Regions from separate parts of the Mus musculus genome. Here regions 1, 3 and 4 are each linked to region 2. The links are chromatin contacts, called in public Hi-C, Micro-C and promoter capture Hi-C maps. All regions are on one chromosome and are shown on one strand. Each heading gives the region's core, a stretch centred on a gene start, on an enhancer-like site or on the middle of the called end of the contact. The rest is flanking DNA. Distances are from core to core; before and after follow the strand shown. Region 1 holds the start of Rab19 (RAB19, member RAS oncogene family). Region 2 holds the start of Hipk2 (homeodomain interacting protein kinase 2). Region 3 holds the start of Ttc26 (tetratricopeptide repeat domain 26). Region 4 overlaps Slc37a3 (solute carrier family 37 (glycerol-3-phosphate transporter), member 3).

Region 1 (6,718 bases), core at 1,053-3,552, 510 kb after region 2:
CAGCAGAGGAGACGCTGGAGTAATGAGCTAATGCAGAAAGTCTTAGGGTCACCTAAAAGTAACTCAGCAGCCCCAAACACAGTTTATTATTTGTTTGTTTTACAGCTTAGGTGCACACCGTAAGGGGGCGGGGGCTGGAGAGCTGGTTGCTCTTCCAGAGAACCTGAGTTAAATCCCCAGCACCTACATGGTACCTCACATCTGTCTATAACTCCAGGGGATCTGACCTCCTCCAGCACAGGGCATGCACGTGGTGCACAGACATATGTGCAAGCCAAATACCTTACACTGCAAAATAAAAGAAGAAACAAGTAGGGAGAGTCAGGTAAGGGAGGGACACACCCACCTAGGTTGCCAAGGAAGCGCCTGGGGTAGAAGAGGATGTGGGCAAAAAGCAAAACCTAGTAAGTAGATTTCCAGATTGTATGCGGTTCAGCCTTCCTCTTGTGGATTTAAAGGGAAGTTGAAGAGGAGATGACGGTGCTGGGGGTGTTTCAGAGATTAAGAGCAGCTGCTGTTCTAAAAACCTGAGCTCAGTCCCCAGCACCCAGACCAGGCAGCTCACAACCTGCCATAACTCTAGTTCCAAGCAATCCTATGCCTTTTCCTGGTCTCCTTGGGCACCCGAACGTATGGCAGGCACACATAGATTAACACACTCATTCACATAAGTAAGGATTAATTAATTGATTGAAAAAAAATAAAAATGAAGTAGAAAGGCCTCGGATGGGTCTTTGATTTCCACCTCTAGGTGCTCTCCCAGTGTGTGATGCGGGCTGGGTCTGAGACAGTTGCCTTAAACAGCGATCAAAAACAAAACAAGAAACCGTTTGCAGCTCCCCTCTCTGACACTGACGTTGCAAGTCTTCGTTTCCTGCCCCAGCCCACACATTTGCGGTGTATCTTGACCTACAACCAGTTTCCAAGTTATACATGTGACAGTGGCTCTGAAAGCCACAGCCAGCAGCAGCATGTGACAGTGTCTTTTTCTCTGGACAGAGTGAGAAACTAACATAATGTTGGGTTACCTTGCTTAAAAGAGAGATTCTTGAAAAAATCGTGTGGATGGGTTAAGATGAGTCACAACTTAAAGGTTATTTGAAGGCATCACAGACAAGATGTTCTTTTTTGTTTGTTTGTTTGTTTGTTTTGTTTTTCGAAACAGGGTTTCTCTGTGTAGCCCTGGCTGTCCTGGAACTCACTCTGTAGACCAAGCTGGCCTCAAACTCAGAAATCAGCCTGCCTCTGCCTCCCAAATGCTGGGATTAAAGGCGTGTGCCACCACACCCGGCTTGACATGATGTTCTTGAATGAGGAACAATCATCTCCCATTTCAGGCCTGCATGACAAGAACGCTGGGAACTGAACTCAAGAAGAACAGTAAGCATTCTTATCCATGGAGCCATCTTTCCAGCTTGACAATCTAGTTCTTATGATAGGCTCTGAAGGTAGTTAATTATCAAAGTCTAGAATTGATAGAGTCTTTGGGTAGAAATAGGAAATTTACCTCAGATCTTTGCTCTTACTGCCAGCATCAAGGACTAATTGGCTCTAAGTTTTCTCACACTTAAAAATTAGCCTCTGCTGTGTGGTAAAAGTTCTACATAACACTCTCTCCCTACACCCCCCACATGCAGTAAAGCACCTTTATTTTATTCATTATTTTATTTTAGGGCTAGAAACAGAACCCAGGACCTTGCACTTCCTAGGCAAATATTCTACCATTAATCTAAATCCCCAACTGCACTACGTTCTTTTAATTTGGGGCCTTTTTGTTTGGTTGGTTTGGGATTTTTTTTTTCTTTTGCTTGTATCTATTTGGCATGTGTACCTGTCTTCATGCATGTATGTGTGGTCAGAGAACAACTTGCCACTAGCTGGGTCCTGGAGCTAGAACTCAGGTCTTCTAGCTTGGCAGCCTTTACCTATGGAGGCATCTTGTGGACCCTCGCTTTACTTTGTTAAGTTGCTTGAGCACCTCCTTTCTTCTCAAAACAAGTCACTCAAGACCCAGATCAGTATCTTCCTTTAAGTCGCGGTCATCTCAGTTAACAGCCGCTCAGCCCAGCCAAACAAGCGGATCAGGAAGGATGTTCGATGAAGGATGCAGAGCAAAAGAAGGAACAGGGTAGCTTAGCGGGTGTCTGTTGAGTGAAAGGCGATTCTTCTCTGTGCTTTCTCCTGATCTGATGAACACTGGCAGGAAAGCTAGCTGTCTGCGCTGGGCCCTGTACCTGGCCAGCACCTCACCTGGGGCTTCAGGCTCCTTGCAAGTGGGAGGGATTGCCCTTGTTTCCCTTTCGCTTTCTCTGTCCACCGAACTTGACTCCAGGGGCCGGAACTTGAGTTCCCACTGCGCTGCAAGACAAGAGGACGAAGGAGACGACGGAGGGCTGCAGAGGAAAGCAGAAGAAAAAGCAAAAACTACCTGCTCACCAGAGAGGTGAAAGAGTGCCCAGGTAAGCAACAGGTGGACCCAGGAGGTGAAGGGTGCGGGGTTGTGGGATGGTTTTGTCTGGGAGGACTCTGCGGGCTTCTCCTTGCAGGGCTTATATGCTTGCTTAAAGGGAGCCTTTGTAGAGTCCCGGGCACTTTGCAGGGAGGAAGAGAAAGGGGACTTGGAAACAAGGTTTCGGCTCAAGTTACGGTGATAAGATGCCGGAAGTAGAATGGCTTTCTTCAGTTGAAAAGATGCGGAAGGGGGAAAAAAATGGTTTGATTGTGTCTCTTGTCTGCTGGATCAGTTTTCTGTGCGATTCCAGGGGCATCCAAAAACAGAAGTACTAGACCATTCTTTACCTCCTTAAAGCCTTTGGTTTCTACATATAGACTGGATATTTGTGTGCATTTTTATTTGTCTGCCAATATAGACATGGCCTTTTTTATGTCATTAGAAAAAAAAAAACAAAGAATAAATCAGGGAGAAATGAAGGTGTCACAAGGTAGGAGCAATTTACTCAACCTCAAATCCAATCATCAAAGGGGGTGTTTTGGTCTCATGAGATATTTGGAGGAGAGACCTAACTAAATATGTGAAGGACAGTTTAAATGCCTAAGTACCTGCCCTTACAGGAATATGCTTTCTGTTTCAAATGTCTGCTGAGTTGTTATATGGACTAGGAATTCGATGTGCTGCAAAGCGGGAGGGGGTGGGGGTGGGGACATGGGGGTGGGAGGGGTGCTCCGAGATTGACAGATAGGAATCCCATGGGGAGATGGGTTTCAGACTATGGAATGTAGAGCTGTCCCTGTGCACAACTGTATTGAAGAGAAATGGAGTTCTTTGATTGAAGCTATATAAGCACAGGGGTCTATGGATCGAAAGATGCTGAAAGCCGGGATGCAGTTGTTTCCAGTGATTGATGTATTGACTGTTGGGTCTCAAACATCATCATATTCTCCTGGGAAACATGCACATGTGTATCTGCTGTTTTAATTTTTAATTGTGTGTGTTCATATGTGTATACATCACGTGGCAGCCAGAGGCCAACCTCATGTGTCATCCTCAGCTGCCATTCACCTTGAACACATGATATTAAAAAAAGTTTTCTAATTTTTTTTTTTTAAATCTTATGTGTCTGGGTGTTTGGTCTGAATATATATGTCTTTGTTCTGCATGCATGCAGTGCCCACAGAGGCTGGAAGACGGCGTTGAATATATATGTATACACACCACACACACAGGTCTATAATAGGTAATTCTCATAAAGTTTGGCAAATACCATCACTAGAAACCTTTAATGAGTTATTTTCTTTCCCACAGTCAATTTTCCCATAGCGAGCTAGGCAGTGGTGGCACACACCTTTAATCCCAGCAGAGGCAGGCAGATTTCTAAGTTCGAGGTCAGCCTGGTCTACAGAGTGAGTTCCAGGACAGCCAGGGCTACACAGAAACCCTGTCTTGAAAAAAACAAACAAACAAACAAACAAACAAAAACAAGAACAAAAATAAATTTCGCATAGCATTCTTTCACACACACACACACACACACACACACACACACACACCCACCATGAGTTTCACTATGTAGCCTTAGCTATCCTGGAGCTTGCTATGTATACCAGGCTAGCCTTGAACTCATAAAGATCCTCCTACCTCTGCTTCCTGAGTGCTGGGATTAAATTTGTATGTCACCACACTTGGCCTTGCCTTATCATTCTAATTACATTTTTAATTTTGAATATCCTCAAAATTCTAATTTCCTGGTTTAGAAAAATGGAGTACTACCCAGAATAAAAAGACCACGTAGGTGATGGAGTGATGGTTCTGAGGCTAAAAACACCTCAATTCAATTCCCAGCATCCAAGTCAAGCTCACAACTACCTGTCGCTCTGGTTCCAGGGCACCCAATCCCTCTAGTAGCCCCTTCAGCAATTGTACTCATGTATACTCACAGACTCGGGAGTCTTCCTTAAACTGGTCTCTCAGCCAGATCTTGCCAGTTGTGGTGGGTTGACTGAGTCTTTTCGTGGCTGGAGCACATCTTCCTCCTGAGTGATGACTAGAAAGTGATTCCTGGAGGCATTACCTCCACTATCCCAGTCTTTGGGCACCTCATCTCCAGGACGGAGATTTCCTCAGGTCTATAATTGGGTAGAGTTGACTAAATGCTGTTCTCATCAAAGAATGGCTTTTGGTGTCCACCTCTACCTAGGGTGTGGATTTATGGGGCAACTCCCTACTGCTGACCAGTTGCTGGCACCCATTAGAATATTTGCCCTGTGAAAGCCACAACTACCATAGCTTTTCTTCTTCTACAGCAAGAAAATGAAGGTAATCTCAGCCCTGGATCCTGGTAGGTGCTTCTTAGAAAACAAAAAGCAAAATGCTGTCTTTCTTCCCTGGGTCTGTTCCAGGAAGCCAGAGCTATGCAGTTCTCCAGCTCATCCAGGACATCAGATGAGAATGTGGACTATTTGTTCAAGGTCATCCTTATTGGGGACTCCAACGTGGGGAAGACATGTGTGGTTCAGCATTTCAAATCTGGAGTCTACAGTGAGTCCCAGCAGAACACCATTGGGGTGGACTTCACCGTGCGCTCCCTCGAGATAGACGGCAAGAAAGTGAAGGTAAGAGGAGACACGGGGGTAGTGTCATTGCTTTAGTTGGCCAGAGTCAGAAGCATTAAAGAGTATATTGTTAAGTCTACCTAAAGGTCATAATTTCTGCAGTCTAAAAATAGGATAAACAGTCAAAAGAAGATTGAGGAACTAGAAATATTTGCAATATGAGAAAGGACTAGATTCCTTAATATGAAAAAAAAATGTGGATAAATGTGTAAGAAAACAACCAGCACCAGGCGTAGTAGTGGCGCACACCTTTAATCCCAGCACTTGGGAGGCAGAGGCAGGCAGATTTCTGAGTTCGAGACCAGCCTGGTCTACAGAGTGAGTTCCAGGACAGCCAGGGCTCCACAGAGAAACCCTGTCTCGAAAAACCAAAATAAATAAATAAATAAATAAACAAACAAACAAACAAACAAACAGACAGACAGACAGACAGACCAAAAAACCAAAAAAAAAAAAAAAAACAATGAGCAAACATAAAATGTGGCCACAGACCAGAACAAAACCTGCTTCACCAATTTTATAAGAACAAAGTCAGTCCCCGCATGACAGCTTGATGCCTACCTAGTCTGGTGACCTGAGCCTTCCTCAGAAGGAGAACCTCTGCTCCCCCTATACACGTGTAGAGGGCAGGAGGTCCTTGTGCGCACAGATAAGCACTGGAGAATCCAGGACAATTACATGCACAGGCTCATCTCTTCAAAAGGAGGAGGTGTTTACCTGTCTTCCTCTTGGGATGCTAAGAAGAGATACAGCTGGCAACTTGGTGAGCCTTTGCTATCTGTGGAATACACCCCAGTATTTATATTTGCTTATCCCAGAATCTTTCCCCCTAAATCCTCAGCATTGCTTCTAAGGCCATTAAACCCATCCTTCCGAGAGATGTCACCTGTACTTTACAGTGGCCTATGCAACTTTTTAAGTTAATTTTCATGGCAAGGTTTCTCTGTAGACCAGGCTGGACTCAAACTCAAACATCTGCCTCTGCCTCTCTGCCTCTGCCTCTGCCTCTCTGCCTCTCTGCCTCTCTGCCTCTCTGCCTCTCTGCCTCTGCCTCTGCCTCTGCCTCTGCCTCTGCCTCTGCCTCTGCCTCTGCCTCTGCCTCTGCCTCTGCCTCTGCCTCTGCCTCTGCCTCTGCCTCTGCCTCTGCCTCTGAGAGGCATTATGTCTACCTTCATCATTCTCCCTAAACCCCTAACATAAACCTTGAACGATGCTTGCAAGTCAACAAAGCTCACCTTTATGGAGGAAGCCCGTTTGTACTTTGTAAAAAGTCTCAAAGTAAGCGTGCCTTAACCTCTGTTGCACACACAGGGCTGAGTTAACTGTCATCAGAAAACTTATCCAAAACTGTACTGTGCTTAAATATTGGCTAAAATAAGCAACCTGGTATCTTATCAGACTCCAGAAGTTTGGCTCAGCACAGGCCAACTGAGTCCAGCTGGACCAAGTTTCATTCTTACCTCAGCTGAATCGTTTCTTTGCTGACTGTGATGCCTACAGAGAAGCACAAGCACATGTGTACCATATACACATACACACAACCCATAAATAAATGCAATACATAATAAGGATAAACGCCCATTGTTACTGTCAGAGAACTAAAAGATAGTGGGGCAAGCTGCCACATCCCTGTAATCCTGGTACTAAA
Region 2 (6,219 bases), core at 651-3,150:
GGTTCTCCTACATGTTCACGTCCCCACTGGCATGTTTCTAGTCTACGTGGTGGAGTGATCCGAAATTTTGTTTTGTTGTGTGGAACGGTTAAATAGACCTTGTGTTCTTCGGAATCAAAGAGGAAAGCCCCTGGAATAACATTTCTCTGTTGCTTTCTAAACAGCCCCTTTGTTTCTAAGAGACTCTGGAAAAAATATTTACAGTCCATAGGTTATTTACAGCCTTGTTATTCAGAGCCTGAATGGTAAGAGAGTCCATGCAGAAACCTAATTCATTTAGAGCCCTGGTACTAATAACAGATTTTCTTTTCAGATAAGTTTTTTTTTTTTTTTTAAATCAGCCTCTCCTAACAGAGATAAAACTATTAATGAGATCCCTGTTTCACTCGGCCCAACAGTTCCCTGGGTTTATAGGATTACAATCTCCCCTAGCCCCTCCTCTTGGTTCCTGGCAAACCCGTTTCCCTCTCATTTGCGATTTCATACACAGAATATCTGAACAAAACCGAAAGAAAGCCAGATGGACCCACGCTAAAAGTATGTAAAGGGCTGCTATTTCAATGATTTCACGAGAGAAACATTTTCACGACGAAATAACTGAAAAAATCTGGCACACTTTGGTTGAAAAATACCCGGTACTACAAGCACACAAAACCCCATAGAAGAGTAAAAACTTAGTTGATTCCGGCTTGATTTTCTCGCTGCAAGCTGACGGAACTGACTGAAGAGAACCGAAAGAGTGCGCGAGGCAGCTGTATCGCCTTACCTTTTCTTTCTTCTAAAGACAGTCAAATGGGAAAAAAATCAGCCAACGCCAGGTGAAGGTGCACAGCACCGATCTACCCAGGCCGAGCCAGAAAACCTTCTTTCGCACCCCCTTCCCCGCCCCCCCCAAAAAGCCAAACTACATTCTCCCTTCCACACGCCAACTGCGGGGAGATTTTGAGCCTATTTCATTGTTCTGCCTGGGTCTGAAATGGACTTTTCATCTCAACCCTCTCTCATCGCTTGGCCCCTTTCAATCGGATTCCACAGCCACCACCACCACCACCACCCCCCAAAAATCGGAGGCTCGGGAAGAATAAAGGAGTGTGGGGTGGGAGTGGAGATGTTTGGAAAAGGGAGCAGAGAGGACGGACAAGTAGAAAGGAGATCGTTTAAAGGTAATGGGGGAGGACCGCATCACCTTCATTTATCACAAATAAACAGAAAGCAGTCACGGATCCGTCTTTTCCCACACGCCGCCCCCATTTCTTTTCTTTGGGCAGCAGCCCACCGGCACACACCCCCCAGCCGCCTTCTCTGCCCTGGAAATAAGATCCTGCTCCAGGCCGGCTCCGGTCCCGTCTGGACCCAGGATGGGGGCACCGGGGAAGGTCGCGAGCCCCCAGGACCAGGGCCCGGGGCTGCGGCCGGGGGCTGCCGGGCGAGGGGCCGCGGGCAGAACAAAGCTACGGGGGCCGCGGCTGGCCGAGCGAGCGGGGGGATCGCGGGCCGGGTGCCCCTTACCTTCGTACACGGGGGCCATCGGGGCCGGGGTGTCCGCGGTTCATGGCAACGGAGAAGGGAACGCGGCGCGCGAGCTCGGCCCCCTCAGCCTCAGTGGGAATCTGCCATCTTGAGCCTGTGTCTCCGCTCTCGGCGCAGCCCAGGCCGCCAGCGCCCGCATCACCGCCTCACTTGGCCGGCGCCGGGGGAGGGGGCCGGGCGGGCGCGTCGCCGCCGCCGCCGCCGCCGCCGTAGCCGCGGCCCGGGCCCTGCGCGGGGGGCTCGGCCGGCCCGGGGCGGCTAAGGCGCCGAGGCCAAGGGCCGGGCGGGTCCGCGAGGGCGGGAGCCGGGGCGGGCTGCGGCGGCCAGGGCCCGGGCCGGAGCTCAGCTCCGCATGGCTGTGAGGCGGGGGCGCCGGCAAAAGTTGCCCGTGAGGAGCAGGGGGAGGGGGCGGGGGCGGGGCGGCGCGGCCGGGCGCGAGCGGGCGGGCGGGCAAGCGCGAGCGAACGAGCCGGGAAGAGCCCCAGGGAGTCCGCGCGCAATCGAGCGCCGATGGCACGGATGCGAGGCGGGGAGGGCCGAGCCGAAGGGCAGAGCGGGGCGTCGGCGGGGGCCGAGCGCGGCCCGAGGGGAGCCGAGCGGCCGTGCGAGCGGGGCTGGGCGAGAGCGCGGTGCGCTGGCCCGCAGCCGCCGACCGGAGCTCCGCGGTGGAGGCGGCCACAACTTTGTGTGTGCGTGCTTGGGAGTGCGCGCGTGGGTGTGCGCGCGCCGGCCGACCGGGCCGGGGAGCGCGAGCGGCTGCTGCCGACAGCAGTCCCGCTGCCGGGCAAAGTGTCTTCACCCCAGCGCGTGCGGGCTCCGTTCTAGCCGACACGCGGGGGAAATGACTGGAGGGAGTGGGCGCGTAGTCCTCCCGGGAGAATGTCGGGGGAGCTCCCTGAACTGCTCGGGGAAAACGCAACGTCAGGATGGACGCCTGATCCCGATGTTTGGAGAGCCCTCTCCTCCATCATCCGGGTGGGAGGGTCCCACCTAGTGGCTCCAGGGTTTTGCTTTTTTTCTGCTCACTCGGGCCGGAGCGAAACGTTCTCTAAACTCTCCTAGCCTGGATCTCTGCCCTGATTTGCCTCTCCAGCTCGCTTCTGGACGTCTGCACGGGACGCCCTGCCTTTTGCCTCCAACTTACGAAAACTTGTTGAGTCCTGATATATGAATAGTTCATAAAAGAAATTAAGTGGGTGACAACAAAGCTTCTGAAAAGCCAACAAAATATTAGTATCCAGCAAAAAATATTTTGTCTCATAAACCCTTTATTTTCAGGTATGAATACTGGACACCTGATGTAAATTGTATTTCCTACCTGTAAATCATAGGTCCAAAACAGTTTAGAAGCTACCTTGAGGGTGGGGATGTAATATGATGACCTCTAACTCTGGAGAACTTTCTTTAAAACAAGCCCATTGTTTTCTTTTCTTTTTAAGACCATTGTTTTCTCACTATCTTTCCAGCTTCTGTATCCCGTGCCCATCCACCACCCAAAAATAAAAAAACAACCTAGCTCCTGCACACACGTGGCTGGTTTTGTTACTGGAAAATAAGTTTCACTTCATCTTGGGATGGTCCTTGACGGCGATCTTCTTTGCCTCAATATTTCATATTACATTACACTAGTGCTTTCCTTACTCTAATGTTCTTCACGTTGTAGACTCCTAGGCGACCATTGGTAAGGGGAACCTCAGAGATCATCTAGGCCTGCCTTGCCGTTTTGCAGTCCAAGAAGCCCACAACAGTAAAGGATATTATCCAATGATACAAAGTATTGGACCTTAACTTTAGATCTTTAGGCCCCTACGATCTTCCTTCACACTCTTCACTTGTCCCTTTCTATCCCCTTGTAATCCTTAACTGGTTTCCCTAGATTTGTTCATGGCCGGTTGCTCCTAAATACTGCTGCTCTCTCAAATGGAGTGGTTCTGGCCACTCCATGCTCCTACTTCTATCTTCTAAAGACTCACCTTCATCTAGTGCTAAGTCTCTTAGTTCCTTGGCTTTTAGTCAAGACAGACAGGTTCCAACTTACCTCTCCTAGGACATGATTTCAACAAATCACTGCCTCTCCAGCCCGACTGGTTTACCTGTGGTCCTCTGCCAACCTTGCTCATCTATGCCTTTGCCCAAAATGTCACATTCCCACAAGTGGTGTCTTCTCTCTTTAAAGAATTCCTACCTCCCTGCAGGTTGGCTCATTTCCTCCATAAAACAACCTAAATAATGTGAAGAAGACAAACCTGAGTTCAAACCCTAGTTCTCCCACTTGGCAAGTGTATGAACATGGTCTCCTTGTCTGACCTCACTGAACCTTGGTTTCTACATCTTAATTATAATAAGAATATTAATATGAATATACGCTCCCCTGCACTCATCAGTTTCTACCCCGCCTTTACTACATAGATATGCAATTGCTTGTTGCTTCCTCTGCCTCTTTCCATGCTGGTCAACAGAACTCTCTCCATTCACTTGTGGCACTGAACTTATGATGAAATGCAGCTAGTGCCTGAGGAACTAAACATTAATTCTAATAGGCACGGGTGGCTAGTGGCTACCATACTGGGCAGTGTATCTCTAACTATAAGCTCAATGAGGGCAGAAACCACACAGGTCTTACTTAACATGTTATCCCTAGCAACTATTCATTGCCTGGTGTATGTAGGCAATGGGTGGTAATGATAACTTATTGTGTCCTCACCTGTATCAGCACAGTGATTAGGAACTTGACTTTAAACAAACAAACAAACAAACAAACAAAGTGTTTCATACACTTCTCACCACTGCTTCTGAGATTAGATTCAAGAGAATTTGTTTAAATAGTAGGGGTTCAAGAAGAGGTAATGATTACTATTCCAAAGCCCTACTGATTTTCATCCTTTCTTTCCCTAGGATGATCCTCCTTTCGGTGTAAATCTTCTACCCCACCTGTACTGGCAGCTCCTTGGGGCAAGTTTCCCATCAGGCTTGCTAGGATAGCCTTCACCTCACTATTTGCCCCGGCTAGTAATGGCCTCTAACTCCATCCAAGATGCTGGTGCACAGCAGATAATCTGGGTAGTCTTAGTCTCTGTTATTCTCTGGAATGCCTCCCAGATAGACAGACACACATGTGTGCATGTGCAAGCATGCACGCAGGCACACACACTATGCAATAAAATGAAAGTGGCTTGTGTTATCTGAAAACATCTTGATGTTCCTTCCCATAGGAAAGCAGACACTGTGGGCAAAGAAATGGAGTCTCAAGAAAGAAAAGCACCTCCTTTTTAGGCCACTGTGACCAGAGCTGTCCCTTATGGATGCAAAACTTCAGTTGAGGAAACAAACAAACAAACAACAGCTGAGCTAGCATTTTTGGTATCAAATAGATGGGAAAACTGTACTGAAATGAACTTCAATTTTTACAAACCTCCAGGTTGAGGAGCACTAATCATCTCTTTTCCCTGTAGTGGCCACAGTCAAGTAGGTACTAGGCATAAGCTAACTACAAAGTGCCACTGTGGGAAAGCACGGGAACAGGAAAGATGGTCTGAGATGGTGACCTGTGGAGCACCAGTGTCTGAACCATGGGAAGAGGAGAAAGAGTGTCTGTGGATGAGAGGGCAGAGAGACAGGTGGACAGTTGGGCAGACAGGCAGGCAGGCAGGCAAGCAGGCAGGGAGACAGACAGGCAGACAGGCAGGAAGACAGTCAGGGAGACAGGAGGACTACAATGCCTAGAAGAACAAAGGGCAAGATGTGCAGTACTAGCTGGTTCTAAGAGCACCATGAGAGGAGATGGAAAGGTCTGTATAGATTCATTTGACAAACACATAAGATGTTTAGAAGAGAAAAAATAAGACAAGAAAACTAGCAAGGAGTTGGTAATCGTCTTCTTTTTAAAATACCTTTTCCTTTAAAAAAAAGAAAGGTGTTTATTTTATTGTATGTGTTTGAGCATTTCCCTGTGTGTGTGTGTGTACATTTCATTTATGCCCAGTGCCCAAGGATGTCAGAAGAGGGGCTCTGTGCTGACTAGTTTTATGTCAACTTGACACAAACTAGAGTCATCAGAAGGGAGTCTCAATTGAGAAAATGCCTCCATAGTACGGGACTGTAGACAAACCTCTAGGGCATTTTCTTAATTAGTGATTGATGGGGAGGGCCCAGCCTATAATGGGTGGTTCTTTCTCTGTCTGGTGGCCTTGAAGATACTATGGTGTGTGTTTTCACAACTGTAGGCATAAATACACAATTTGTCCTGTAAGCAACTCCCGTTGCTGAAATGAGGCGAAGGCTTGCCCACATTTCTAGCTCCTGAGAGAGTAAAGCTTTGCTTCAATTTGTTGAAAGGTGAATTAAGAAGACATAGCTGTGGGCTGGACAGATAGCTCAGTGGTTAAGAGCACTCGCTACTCTTGCAGAGGACCCAGAGTTCTCATTATCCACATGGTAGCTAGAGACCATGCATAACTCTAGTTCCAGGGAGTCTAACCCTGTCTCGGTTAAGGTTACTATTTCTGTTATGAAACATAATGGCCAAAAGCAACCCAAAGGCAACTTGGAGAGGAAAGGGTTTATTTCACTCACAGCTCCATACAACAGATCAAAAGGGATGAGGACAGGAACTCAAGACAGAGCAGGGACCAGGAGGCAGGAGCTGATGCAGAGGCCATGGAGGGGTGCTGCTTACTAGCTTGCTTCTCA
Region 3 (6,682 bases), core at 3,004-5,503, 490 kb before region 2:
TAAGAACTGAGACATAATTTCTGCCGCGGCTTCTGAGGACTACAGGCATGCATCAAGGTGAAACTGGAGAGATAGAGTTTCAAGAGCACCCTGTTGAAGAGCGGGAGAATGGCTCAGTGGTTAGGAGCACTTGCTGTTCTTGTAGAGGAGCAGGGTTTAGTTCCCAGCACACATATCAGGCAGCTCAAAACTGCCTTTAATCCCAGATCTAAGGAGTGCAACACCCTCTTCTGGCTTCTGTGGACACCTGCATAGATAAACACAGGCACACACACATACAATCAAAATAAATAATCTTTGAAAGAATACTGCCTTGAGGGACTGGAGAGATGGCTTAGTGGTTAAGAGCCCTGGCTGCTCTTCCAGAGGTCCTGAGTTCAATTCCCAGCAATCACACGGTGGCTCACAACTATCTGTAAGGGATTAATGCCTTCTTCTAGTATGTATGAGTTCACAGCTACATTGTACTCATATATATATATATATATATATATATATATATATATATATATATATATATATATAATCTAGAAAAAAGAGAGAATACCGCCTTGCAGAAACAATTTAGATTACCATTTAAACAATCAAAGTCTGATTTCATGGGATGCAGATTACATCTTACAGATATACTCGTACTGGCTTTAACTGGATACTGCAATGGTTTTGGGCAACGTTATCACAGCTCCTTAGAGACTACAGTTTTCTCCCAACCATAATAAAGCTGCAAGCCCTAACTTTGTCTTTCACCCCAGTAAAAGCTTTCCTGTGCTGATGTTGTCACGTTTTATAACACCAGGTGGGCTCCTTAGAGCTGTTGTTGTTTAAAATAACTTCTCCAGTACATTTAGGGCCATCTTCTGTCCATTATAATTACAACATGTCTCAAACAGCCTCTGCAAGGATGCAGAGACTTAAAGGAATACCACAACCTTTAGGAAATCAGGGATCATTTCAGCTGATTTAGTAAATTCAACAGGGTGGCATAGAGTGCTATCAGTAACACGGACTTTAGACCATAGTAAGGGAAGCCTCTGCTTTGGGTTCTACTGTCACTGTTTGCAAAACTCCTTAGACTCTACAGGGCTGAGTTCTTGTACTCCTTCCTTTATACCATGATGCTTAGAATACTGAATCTCTACCCATCCATTGTCTAGTCTGCATGCTTGAGTAGGGCTCTGCACTGGGTCTGAAAAACCCTAAAGGGTGAGAGTCTAACAAAGTCTAGGATAAATGGGTGCCTAGAGCTTGAATTTGTTGGTCCCTCGAGGGTTCACAGTGATGCACAAAGCCCTTTTAGAGCAGGTTACAGTTTGGGGTGAGAAGGGTTAAAGGCTGAGAATTGGGGTTAGATCTTTGTGCTCTGCCACACCCACCAAAGAATTCCAATATTTCTAAATTGGGGCCCAAACTTTTACATTTTGTTGTATTTGTCAGGTAGAATGATAAAACTTTTTTTAAAGAACTTTAATGTAGAAAGGCAGAGAGAAAGAGAGAAGGTAGATGAGGGCCGACCATGGCCACGTGGAGACGTGGAGAAAAGGCGGGAAGGGAGGGGATAAGAAGCATGATAAAACATTTTAGCTAATAATTTTGCTGGGTTGATTTTGAATTTTTCAGTATTTGGAGATCTGAAACATGGTTCTTCTTTGTATGGTTTTATTTCTATGAAATGTTCAGCATAGTCAAATAAACAGGGACAGAAAACAGATGCGTGGTTGACAGAGGCTAGAGGATGCAAAATGATGAATTCTGCTGTGCATTGTAGGGTTTCTTTGATTTTTTTTTTTTTTATAAGATCATTCTACTTTAGTGATTTTCTTTTTTTTTTTTTAAGATTTATTTATTTATTATATATAAGTACACTGTAGCTGTCCTCAGATACTCCAGAAGAGGGCATCGGATTTCATTACGGATGGTTGTGAGCCACCATGTGGTTGCTGGGATTTGAACTCGGGACCTTCGGGAGAGCAGTCGGTGCTCTTAACCACTGAGCCATCTCGCCAGCCCTTCTTTGATTTTTAAAAGAAAGATTTATTTATGTATATGAGTGCTTTACCTGCATGTACCCTGCATATCAGAATAGGGCATCAGATTACATTATAGATGGTTGTGAGCTACTGTATAGTTGCTGCGAATTGACCTCAGAATCTCTGGAAGAGCAGCCAGTGCTTTTAATGACAGAGCCATCTCTCCAGCACCATTGTAAGGTTTCTTCCTGGGATGATTTGGGATTTAAGACTGGTAAAGGGTACACTAAAGTCTACTGAGTTGTACTTTTAAAAGATTATTTTGTAATTATTTGACTATTTCAACTAAAGGATCTGTCATCTATATCACACCACAAAAAGTAGCTAAAATAAATCTTTTTGAAATTTTTATTGAAAGTAGGACCATTTCTGAGATTTGGAAACAAAGGAATTTTAAGTGGAGTGGAGTGCTTGTTGAATTGTGCCTCTCTAAAGTGGATATATTTGCCTCTGCATACCAATTTGTGTATATACAAGCGTGTATATATAAAGACAAAAGTCATTCACTCACCAACAGATTGCAAATGTGAGAAGAGATGCAAAGGCTGGAGAAGTCTATGCAACGCTTTTCATACATTTATAGTATATATAAGTACAAGTTGTTAAGATTTTAGGCCTTTAGTGGATCTGCTCTGAAAGTTTGACTGCATGCATGCCCTCTAAGGTCTCTTCTAGCTCCAACATTCCACAATTCCATCATTTGAAAATATTTTTTGCAGCCGGGCATGGTGGCGCACGCCTTTAATCCCAGCACTCGGGAGGCAGAGGCAGACAGATTTCTGAGTTCGAGGCCAGCCTGGTCTACAAAGTGAGTTCCAAGATAGCCAGGGCTATACAGAGAAACCCTGTCTCGAAAAACAAAGCAAAAAAAAAAAAATATATATATATATATGTGTGTGTGTGTATGTGTGTATATATATATATGTATGTGTATATATATATGTATATATTGCAACTAAATTAACGCTGCTCTGGAGTAAATACTCCATTCTTGCTTTAATTGTACACACATTTTTATAGTTTCTAATTGTGTATAGGTGTGTTGAAGAACCAGCCTGCTTCCATCCTAGACTTTAAAAGCCCATTTATAGCTGGGTGTGGTGGCACATGCCTTTAACATGAGCACTTGGGAGGCAGAGTCAGGCAGATCTCTGTGGGTTCCAGCCAGCCTGATCTACAAAGAGAGTTCCAGGATAGCCAGAGCTGTTACACAGGGAAATCCTATCTTGAAAAATAAAACAAAAAGCAAAGCAAAGCAAAAACAAAACAAACAGAAGTCACCTTATAGTAAAAACAAACTAGGTTCATTCCTGCTTATGATTAAATTTTTGTTTCTCAGATTGAGCTATGCCTCGCCTATAGCCTTAACTACAAATGGTTCTGTACTGACCGTTCCAAGAATGCCAAATCATGACATTGTTTCTAAAAGTTGTTTAGAACCATCTTGCAACTCTACCTTTGTTTCAAAAGGTTTTATAACTACCTTGTTATGGCTATCTGTTGTTATGCCCACCTTGCAACCATGACTGTTTCAGGAGGTAGTTAGGACTAACTTGTTATTGTTATATTCTGCTCTTATAACACCTCTCCCTCCTATTTTCCCCATTTCACCCCCGCAACCCCCATGATCTATAAAAACCTTGTCTTCCTCACATCCAATGCTGATCTCTCCAAACTGGCCTTAGAGAGAAGCAGTCCGTGTACACGAATAAAAAAGCTTGCTTTAATTAATTTGGTCATGATGATTTGGGGTGGTGGTCTTTCTCCTCCCATCTTTGGGATTAACATTGTCTCGAGGAAATATTTTGGTATCACTTCTGCCTCCAAACTATCCTTTGCTTCAGCAGGTACCAGCAGAAACGAGCAGAAAACAGAGACAATGTACGAGACAAGCGGAGCTGTTGTCGTCCTCACCCCAGGCAAAACGGAAGTGGTCCTTGAAAATTACCTTCCCAAGAAACTTGCTTTTGAAATATACTTCCTAGTTGTAATAGTACTTCTAAATCGCCTTTTCTTAAACTGCTTTCCTAAGTAGAGACACAGCCCCATTTTCATCCTCAGCACAAACAACAAGGATTAACTCCCTTGAGAGAAGCACCTACTCTTCCAGCTGCGGAAACACACGGAACCAAGAAGCTTAGGACATTGGTTTTGGGACGAGCCCTTTCTCAGAAGGACCAGCCTCCCGGCGGCGTTGCCGTGGAAACGGAGCTCGCTGTGTGGATGTGGCAACTCGCCGAAGCACAGCCTTTGCAGACTATCTGCAGCGGGGGCTCACAGGACCGACGCCAAGATGGTTAGTGGCTCTGAATAGTAAGGGTGGGGGATTTTGAATAGGTTTGTACCTGGGTTTAGAGTTCTCAACGCACTGTTGGATAGAATCTAGGTGCGTCTCTAGAGGGCGATCCCTTTATCCCTCCAGTGTTTCCACCGGGAATAGGGAGGGATGCGAAGAAATCTATGTACCTCGATGCTCTCTTCCCTCCTGCTTCTTCATTTCCCGATACTAGACTGTGAACTGGAAAAAAGAATCTTGGAAGACCTAGGTAGTAGAAGCTGCGTGAGTGTTTGTTTGTCTCTTATGGATAAAGTTGTTGGAAGTAGCTATTCGGTTCCCCTTCAGTAGTAGGTAATGGTCCTTTTACTAAAATGCACAATAAAAAAAGAATCTGAATAGACTTCCTAGGGTCTGATGGTAAGGGTAGATCTGACTGAGAGCTGTTACCCTCAGTTTAAAAATGACTTTTGATAGAACAGTCTTTGCTATTTGTTTTACAGATGCTTTCAAGGGCCAAACCCGCTGTGGGCGGGGAGTCACCGCACACTGACAAAAGAAAGAAGAAAGGGAGGAAGATTCCAAAACTAGAGGATCTACTTTCGCAGAGAGATTTCACTGGCGCCATTACCCTATTGGAGGTAATGTCCAAAGAAGGTTTACTTCTCAGTCTGGTGGATGGTGGGTTGAATGCTGGTTACTATGCTATTGGGACGGGTGGGTACATTATGGGTAATCCAAACAAACATAGCCAGATGCATATTCCAGATTCCAAGTTAACTATAAACCTGATGAAATACAAAACATTTTGGACTGGAGAGATGGCTCGACATTTAAAAGTATCGGCTGCTTTTCCAGAGGACCTTAATTCCCAGTACTCACGTGCCTGCTCACAGCCATTAGTAACTAAATGTTAGGAGATTCAAGGCCTTCTGGCTTCCTTCAACAAAACATATGGTATGTAGACATACATGAAGACAAAACACTTGTACACATAAAATTATTAATTTTTAGTTCCACAAATGGTGAATACAGTATTACATTTAACAGTGTCAATTCACACATTATTTACCATAAATCCTGAGTGATTTGTAACTTCTTCCTATTTACATTTTGGTTAAAAAAAATAAGTGATTTTTACTATTTACAATTTAAAACTATTGTAAACCCATAAAACATTTCAACTCTGTATGTCAGGGTCATTTTTTTAAACCAATGCTAGGTGCAAATCTCACTTTTTTAAAGATTTATTTATTTATTTATTTATTTAATGAAAGTACACTGTAGCTGTCTTCAGACACTCCAGAAGAGGGCACCAGATCTTGTTACAGATGGTTGTGAGCCACCATGTGGTTGCTGGGATTTGAACTCAGGACCTTCGGAAGAGCAGTCAGTGCTCTTAACTGCTGAGCCATCTCTCCAGCCCAAATCTCACTTTTTAATATGCATTGGAAATACCAAGGATAGTTAGCTGTTTCTGTTTCTAGGCGATTGCTTTACCAATTTGAATTCACTAGCTCTGCAGTGATGCATAGGAAGCTGCATTTTGGGTAAGTAGTCTGAGAAATCCTTCTGACCTAAAGTTGTCCTGGGAGGCTGAACTTTGAGAAACTGCTTGTGGAAAGCACTCGGTACAGAAGAGTGCAGGGTGCACCAAGGGACAAAGAGTTCTGACAGCCAGGTCCAGTTATCCTGTGCTGTAATCTATTGTATCACATTTTTCCACCGGCCACATTAATGTGAATCTATGGTCATGTAACTCTGAAACCGTCCATAATACTTGTTTGATTAGCTTTATGCATGTTTCTCAGTGAAACATACATGTAAGAAGAACCCTATGTGTCTTGCTAGTGCTTTGATATTGAGTCCACTTGTTTGGCTCTCGTGTGTCAGCTGTCATCTTTGGCAGTAGGTGAGTTGCCTTGGAAGGACCTTCTAGCAGTGCAAGTCAGAGGACTGAATACTATGTACATGTCTATTTGTTGTTGTTTGTTTTTAAGACAGAGTTTCTCTGTGTAACCCTGCCTGGCCTGGAACTCATTCTGTAGACCAGGCTGGCCTCACATTCAGAGATCTGCCTGCCTCTATCTCCTAAGTGCTGGGATTAAAGGCGTGCACCACCACTACCTGGCTGTCTCATCACTTTTTAAAATTAGCTTACAAACTAGCAGACTTCTCTAAAGCATTTCATTGACAGTTTTAATTGCCCCTCCCCTCCCCTCCTCCTCTAGCCTCTCTTCTGACTCCCTGCTGCATACCTCTCCAAACATTCCCACCTCCATTTATTTCCTCTTGCATTTTCAAACTAAAACATTAAAAACTTATGTCTAGTTTGTATCTGCATGTGGGTATGTGCACCCAAATGCAGGTGCCCACAGAG
Region 4 (6,268 bases), core at 3,255-5,754, 460 kb after region 2:
AATGTGGGAAGGCGGATCCAATCTGGAAGTCAGTGTACCAGCTAAACAGCTGCTTGTCCTTGGCCATGGTGCCCACTCTCACCTAATTGAGGAAATGCAGGAAGCATTTCCAGAATTATTGTACCAGAAGATACCATCAGGCAGTAAAGCCAGTGGGCCTGGCAGACAGTGTCTAAGATAAGGGCCCTGAAAGGCCCCAACAGGGTAGGCCCATCACCTGAGGCAGAGAAGACAGGGTAGGGGCGTTCAAGAGGAAGACTGTGAAGGGCTGGGGAGGAGACAGCCCAGAAAAAAACAGGCTCCAAAGAGGTTGCTGAGCACTGCTGTGTCCAAGGCTTCCTGCTGCTAGGTAATCTGAGAGCTGAGGACCGGACACTAGTGTGGAGCCATGCAGCCTGACAATGTAGGCAGCCACTGCAGGAGAACTATTGTGAGCAGTGCAGGGACCATCTGCAAGGTTCAGGAACCATGCATGGCCTGCTCCACCTGGCCTTGGCCCTGGAAGAAGAGGGCCGTACTGTCCCAGGGGCCATAGATACCAAGTATACAAGTAAGATGGATTTGACTCTCAGCGTAAGTAAAGGTGGTGGGAGGCTTACAGCACTGGTTCCACGGGGGTTCTTCAATAAATGCTGCTGGAAAACTCAGAAGGAAACTGAAAACTGAAAGAGCTGGGAGCAAAACGAGTTGTTAGAGGGAAGAATGAATTAGGACAAGAAGGAAGGGATGCGTACAGCCATCACAGCACGATGTGAACTAACAGTCCAATTCTGTATGAGCAAGGAAAGCAATGTCAGCCTGTGGTCTGCACACAGCCATGCACGTACACACATGCGTGTGCGCGCGCACACACACACACGCTCACATAAGCACACATACACACTCTCACATAAACACACATACACACATGCATACATACACACATGCAGATAAATACACACACATGCATATAAACACAAACACATGCACACACACATTCAGACACATACACACATGCATATAAACATACATACACACACACATGTGCAAATACACATGAACCTAGGAGCTGCGGTCACTAAATGTACAAATGAGCATAATATACCCACACAAACCCAAAGATTAAAAAGAAACGTAATGGACCATATAGAGACTGCCACACCCGGGGATCCATCCCATAATCAGCCCCCAAACGCTGACACCATTGCATACACCAGCAAGATTTTGCTGAAAGGACCCTGATATAGCTGTCTCTTGTGAGGCTATGCCGGTGCCTAGCAAACACAGAAGTGGATGCTCACAGTCAGCTATTGGATGGATCACAGGGCCCCCAATGGAGGAGCTAGAGAAAGTACCCAAGGAGCTAAATAGGTCTGCAACCCTATAAGTGGAACAACAATATGAACTAACCAGTACCCCCAGAGCTCATGTCTCTAGCTGCATATGTAGCAGAAGATGGCCTAGTCGGCCATCATTGGGAAAAGAGGCCCCTTGGTCTTGCAAACTTTATATGCCTCAGTACAGGGGAATGCCAGGGCCAAGAAGTGGGAGTGGGTGGGTAGGGGAGTGGAGGGGAAGGGTACAGGGGATTTTTGGGATAGTATTTGAAATGTAAATGAAGAAAATACCTAATTAAAAATAATATCTAGAGTGGTCTTTAAGCAGAGGAAAAAAAAAAACAAAACAAGAACTAAATCAATAAACAAGAACAGACATACCAAAAAAAAAAAAAAAAAAAAAAGAAAGAAAGAAACGTAAATACTCTATAACAATGTTAAGAAGGCTTTTTTTAAAAAAGACCTGCGCTAGAGAGATGGCTCAGTAGTTAAGAGCACTGCCTGCTCTTCCAGAGGTTCTGAGTTCAATTTCCAGCAACCACATGGTGGCTCACAACCACCTGTAATGAGATCTGATGCCCTTTTCTGGTGAAGACAGCAACAGTGTACTTATATATAATAAATACATCTTTTTTAAAAATTTTTTAAAAAGTCCTGGGAAAAGGTATTCACCAGTGTCAAATACAAGAAAAAGATTTTAAAAACCAAACAGTAAGGCCATGGTGGTGCATGCCTTTAATCCCAGCACTCAGGAGGCAGAGGTAGCCAGATCTCTGAGTTCAAGCCTAGCCTGGACTACAGAGTAAGTTCCAAGACAGCCAGGGCTACATAGAGAAACCCTGCCTCAAGTGGAAAAATAAAAAGAAATAAGGGGTGGGGCTCCCAAACTCAAGCTACACAAGCTGTTCCTGTGGGTGGTAAGAGGATATGATGTCCTCTTTGGTAAAAGGAGGCGCATGCTGCTGCTGATGTCACTGATGACTGAGGCAGAGTGGCAGGCGCAGAGCAAGCCAGTCCTGGCAAACATGGTTACCTAGTTCAGCTGCTGAGGGGAAAGTTGCGGGTAGAGCCAGGAAGGCAACAGGAAAGAAAAACAGGATGTTAGTCAGAAAAACTAGTCAGTACAAGTGAAGGTTTTTGCAGCTAGGCGTGGTGGCTCGTATGTGTCACCCCACACTCAAGAGGCAAAGGCAGAAGGGTCATCGTTAATTCCACACCACCCAGGGTTACCAGGAGAGCACCCGTTTAGCAAGCACAGAGGCCCTGGGTACCAGCTGCAGCACCAGGAAGATGACTCGCCACGCTCTGGTCCTTCAACCTAGCTGTCAAGAAGGGGTTTTCTTTCTTTTCCTAAGTTCTGATTTAAGGAATATGTAACTACTATTGTTAAATTCCAGGACAGACACACTTAAGGGCAAAATGTTTCCCATCCAGTCATTCTTTATTTCAGTGTGTGAAAGCCTCCTACGATTTTCCCCCAAATTAATTTTTAATCCATTTTCAAACCAGCCTTTACTGTGGCCTTTTCTGCTATTTTTGATATATGTTAGCACGTGTGCATAGGTGTGTGGGTACATGATCACATGAAGACCAGGGGTCAACACTGGCTATCTTCCTCTATCACACCCCCTCCCCCTTTTAAGTAGTATCCATGTGTGTTTGTGTTTTGCCTAAGTGTACCGTGTGCATGTAGTACCTGTGAAGGTCAGAAGTGGGTGCTGTATCTCTTGACTCTGGAGGTATGCAGATGGTTGTGACTGTCATGTGGGTTCTGGGAACTGAATCTGGGTCCTCTGGGAGAGCAGCTAGTACTCTAAAGCCACAGAGCCACCTCTCCAGCCCGTCACTGTCTTCTGAGACAGGCTCTCTTCCTGAACCTCAGCACTCTAGCTCAGCCAGACCTGTTTCCAATGTCTCCTGAGCACTGGAACTGTGTGCCGCTGCACCCAGATGTGTACACGGGGACTGAGAGTCCAAACTCAGGTATTCATGCTTTCAAAGCAAGCACTTCACCCACCCAGCCAGCTCGCCAGCTCTGACCCTTCCTTCCAGGCAAACATTTAATAAGAAAATGAGGCAAATGCCTAGGCGTTTGTTAAAGCCACTTCCTTCCCAGGTGGGCAGAAGTAGATGGAGAACGTACTCAGATTCAGAGAGAAAAACATCGTTTCATCCTGTTCTGAGTGTTTACAGCTCCATTTCAGGCAGAGCCTGGAGAGCCACGGAGAAGGGGGTAGGTGCTCAAGACTAACCTGGAAAAGGCGGCACGGGCTGATATGAGAACATGAAGATGAACCCACTGAGGAGGACGAACCTCTGAGCCACATGCGACAGAGGCTTCATCTGCAGGCACCACTGAGCAGTCTGCCTCAGAGGGAGAGAGGGGGTGCTCCCTCTAATGGGAATGAGGCCCCCCAGGACCTAGGGCAGGGGAGCAGCTCCACCTGGCAAGGCTGTGGGCTGTCTGCTTCCAGTGACAAGTGCTGGGGAACTCAAGGCACCGCTGTACTTAACTGTGGGGCTGGGCTGGGAGTGCAGGGCATTGGGAGACACACTGGGCATGTGCAGGACCCAGAGTCCACCCCAGCACCACACAGAAAGGGAAAGTGAGAGGCAATGTCAAGCTTAAGCAGGGACTAAGTAACCAAACAACCGCTGGACGTTTATTACAAAAGCGGGGGTTTGTTTCCCCTACCTTCCTATGTTTTGTGTTTTCCCTTTATGTCAGTGACTGAACAGGAAAATGGTCAGAAATCTGTAGTATTCCTGCAAGTTCATCAATACATACCTTGGAGCATAAAGCAAGAGGTGGAAGAATATTTCCTAACCCAACGTGAATTAGGTATCCCTCAAAATTGTACATTTTCCTCCTAGTTTACATAATTTAAAATGTATGTACAGAATGACCTTAAAGTATTGATTCTTATAGAATTCATAGTCTTGAAGACATACACACTACAATCTTCTAAAGGGCAGGCCTCAGGCCCTAACAATCCACTAACATGATTCAATACATACACTTCATACCCCCAGAACAAAGAGCCTTTGTCTTTCCATCTTCTGCTGAGGGAACTTCAGGAACCTGGCTGCGGCTGTGACAGAGACCAATCTTCCAACAATAAGGCTACATAGAACAGCTTCTCAGAGGGTCTTGTCGTTCCCAGACTGTGAACGTGGGTTTGAAAGCTCCATACTGGAATGTCTGAAATATAATAGTCCACAAACAGAAGACTGCTCCTAGGAGTCAGTCAAATGTGAATGAAGTCGGAGGAGAACAAGCCAACAGCCATTCTAGAGAGGACGAGAACTTCCAGAAGCCACAGAGTGACCCAGCCATCGCACAGTGTGATCTTTCCACCTTGGTAAAGGTGTGTTTCGTCCACCGCAGGCCTGTAGCATCATCTGGACTCAGCTCTGCTCTGATGCCTTAATGGTGATCCACTCTCTGCAAATGTGGTATCAGAGCTCCGTACCATAGTCTTCTCATCAATACAACATGATTCTGCCTCCTGATCACTTAGCTCTTGATTAAGGCTGAAGAACAAGGGTCCAGGACCAAAACCGGTATCTAGCGTTAGAGGGATAAGCTGACAAGCCCAACAAAGATGCTGGCAGGTTCATTTTCCTTTCAGTACATTCACAAATGTTATAAAATTCTCCAGGAACTGCTGTAGTGTAAAAAAATAATTCGCCCCTTCCTTGCCTGTGTCTGGGGTAGCTGGCAGTGTTGTAGGATGCCTGACAAGCCAAGGCTCCATTAGTGTTTAGAGAACTCCACACGAGTGAACTGAAGGCCTATGGGCCCTCCTAAGCTTCCCAGTCCGTCCTCTCCTGTGGGACCCCGTCATTCATTAAGTGAGTGAGCTTGTCTCCTTTGCACAAGAGAAAATACTTCCCTCACTATTAACGGCAAGATAAACAGAATTGTACAACTTGTCTGTGAAGAGAAAAAAGTTTTTAAAATGAACAACTTACTTCTCTTAGAGCGTCATGATTTGAGCATTAGCAAATGGATTTGAGCGAAGACATTTTGACTTCACAGAAATAAAACTTTCTGTCTTCGGTGAATTAGAAAATGACTTCTGAAAATTATAGTTAGAACAACAAACATAATGTCACACAGCTGTGAAAATATAACTCGTGTGCCACTTCCACAGGCAAAGCAAGTCATGAACGTCAAGGTTCTTACACCAGATCTGGTTTTTGCTGCAATAGTCCCTTTGTTCTATTTAGCAGGCCTTTATGAGCTTTTATATTTATTCTTATTATTTACCCTGTGTGTGTGCATGTGCATGCAAGCATATATGTATGTGTGAGGAGGGAGGACGAGGGAGAGCGTGAGTGCGCACACATGTACAGGTACACATGAAGCAGGGAGAGCGTGAGTGCGCACACATGTACAGGTACACATGAAGCAGGTAGAGCTTGCCTTCCACCATGCTGAAACAAGATCTCTCATTTCTGCTGCTATTCCTACAGCTTAGCTGATCTGCAGGCTTCTGGGTGACTTTCCTGTTTTTGCCTTCTTGCAGTAGCTTTGGGATTACAGATGTGTGCCATCATCACATCTTGCTCTTTATAGAGGTTCTGGATAGCAAGCTCGGGTTATCAGGTGTGTGCAGCTCGGACTTTTACTGAGCTGTCTCCTCTTTGTTCTGTGGAACTGGGGACTGAACTCTGGGGCCTCAAATATGCTGCATCCCTAGCCCACAAATGGACCCTGGAAATAACTGGACTTTTTGTTAAAGACAAGGTCTTTTAGGTTGGCCCTGAACTCATAATCCTCCTGCCTCTGCCTCCTAAGTGCTGGCATCACAGGTATGTGTCACCAAATCTGAGTCATTAGAAGCTGGAGAAGAGAAATCCCCCAAACTTGTTCCTGTTGGCCTATGGAAGAGGCTAGAGGACAACTGCCCAGACTTAGATGGTAGCCAATTAGGATGCCTAGTTTC

Evidence for each region. Hi-C and Micro-C count contacts between places; a contact is called where the count stands out from the background. Capture Hi-C pulls out chosen DNA fragments and counts their contacts.
Region 1: a contact with region 2 is called in a promoter capture Hi-C map of adipose tissue, with 2.1 times the contacts expected there. The contact joins the promoter of Rab19 here to the promoter of Hipk2 in region 2. A contact is called at or near these places in 1 of 115 datasets of contacts at active chromatin or transcription factors (memory CD8 T cells) and 1 of 9 other capture datasets (adipose tissue).
Region 3: a contact with region 2 is called in a Micro-C map of embryonic stem cells, with 5 times the contacts expected there. The contact joins the promoter of Ttc26 here to the promoter of Hipk2 in region 2. A contact is called at or near these places in 3 of 39 promoter capture datasets (the C10 cell line and pre-B cells), 1 of 484 Hi-C or Micro-C datasets (embryonic stem cells) and 1 of 115 datasets of contacts at active chromatin or transcription factors (pro-B cells).
Region 4: a contact with region 2 is called in a Hi-C map of cardiomyocytes, with 1.9 times the contacts expected there. The contact joins the enhancer-like site here to the promoter of Hipk2 in region 2. A contact is called at or near these places in 7 of 39 promoter capture datasets (the 3T3-L1 cell line, 3T3-L1-derived adipocytes, cranial neural crest and 3 more), 5 of 484 Hi-C or Micro-C datasets (B cells, the MNK3 cell line, cardiomyocytes and 2 more) and 11 of 115 datasets of contacts at active chromatin or transcription factors (astrocytes, embryonic forebrain, embryonic hindbrain and 8 more).

Annotation. Positions count from the first base shown.
Region 1 is chr6:39,379,051-39,385,768 of GRCm38.p6, forward strand. It overlaps Rab19 (RAB19, member RAS oncogene family), which reads left to right and starts at 2,303. Exons shown (of 4, transcript NM_011226.2): 1 at 2,303-2,459; 2 at 4,858-5,070. The coding sequence starts at 4,870.
Region 2 is chr6:38,874,290-38,880,508 of GRCm38.p6, forward strand. It overlaps Hipk2 (homeodomain interacting protein kinase 2), which reads right to left and starts at 1,901. Exons shown (of 15, transcript NM_010433.2): 1 at 1,510-1,901. The coding sequence starts at 1,528. It also overlaps a transcript of Tbxas1 not described here.
Region 3 is chr6:38,377,271-38,383,952 of GRCm38.p6, forward strand. Ttc26 (tetratricopeptide repeat domain 26) reads left to right here and starts at 4,254. Exons shown (of 18, transcript NM_153600.2): 1 at 4,254-4,323; 2 at 4,806-4,943. The coding sequence starts at 4,321.
Region 4 is chr6:39,332,032-39,338,299 of GRCm38.p6, forward strand. It overlaps Slc37a3 (solute carrier family 37 (glycerol-3-phosphate transporter), member 3), which reads right to left. Exons shown (of 15, transcript NM_028123.3): 15 at 2,739-5,253. The coding sequence ends at 5,161. Among named protein-coding and RNA genes, the nearest start is that of Gm26008, 36 kb to the left of the region's middle. Within about 2 kb of position 4,505, at least 7 of the 459 cell types and tissues checked have an H3K27ac peak or open chromatin away from gene starts, as enhancers often do.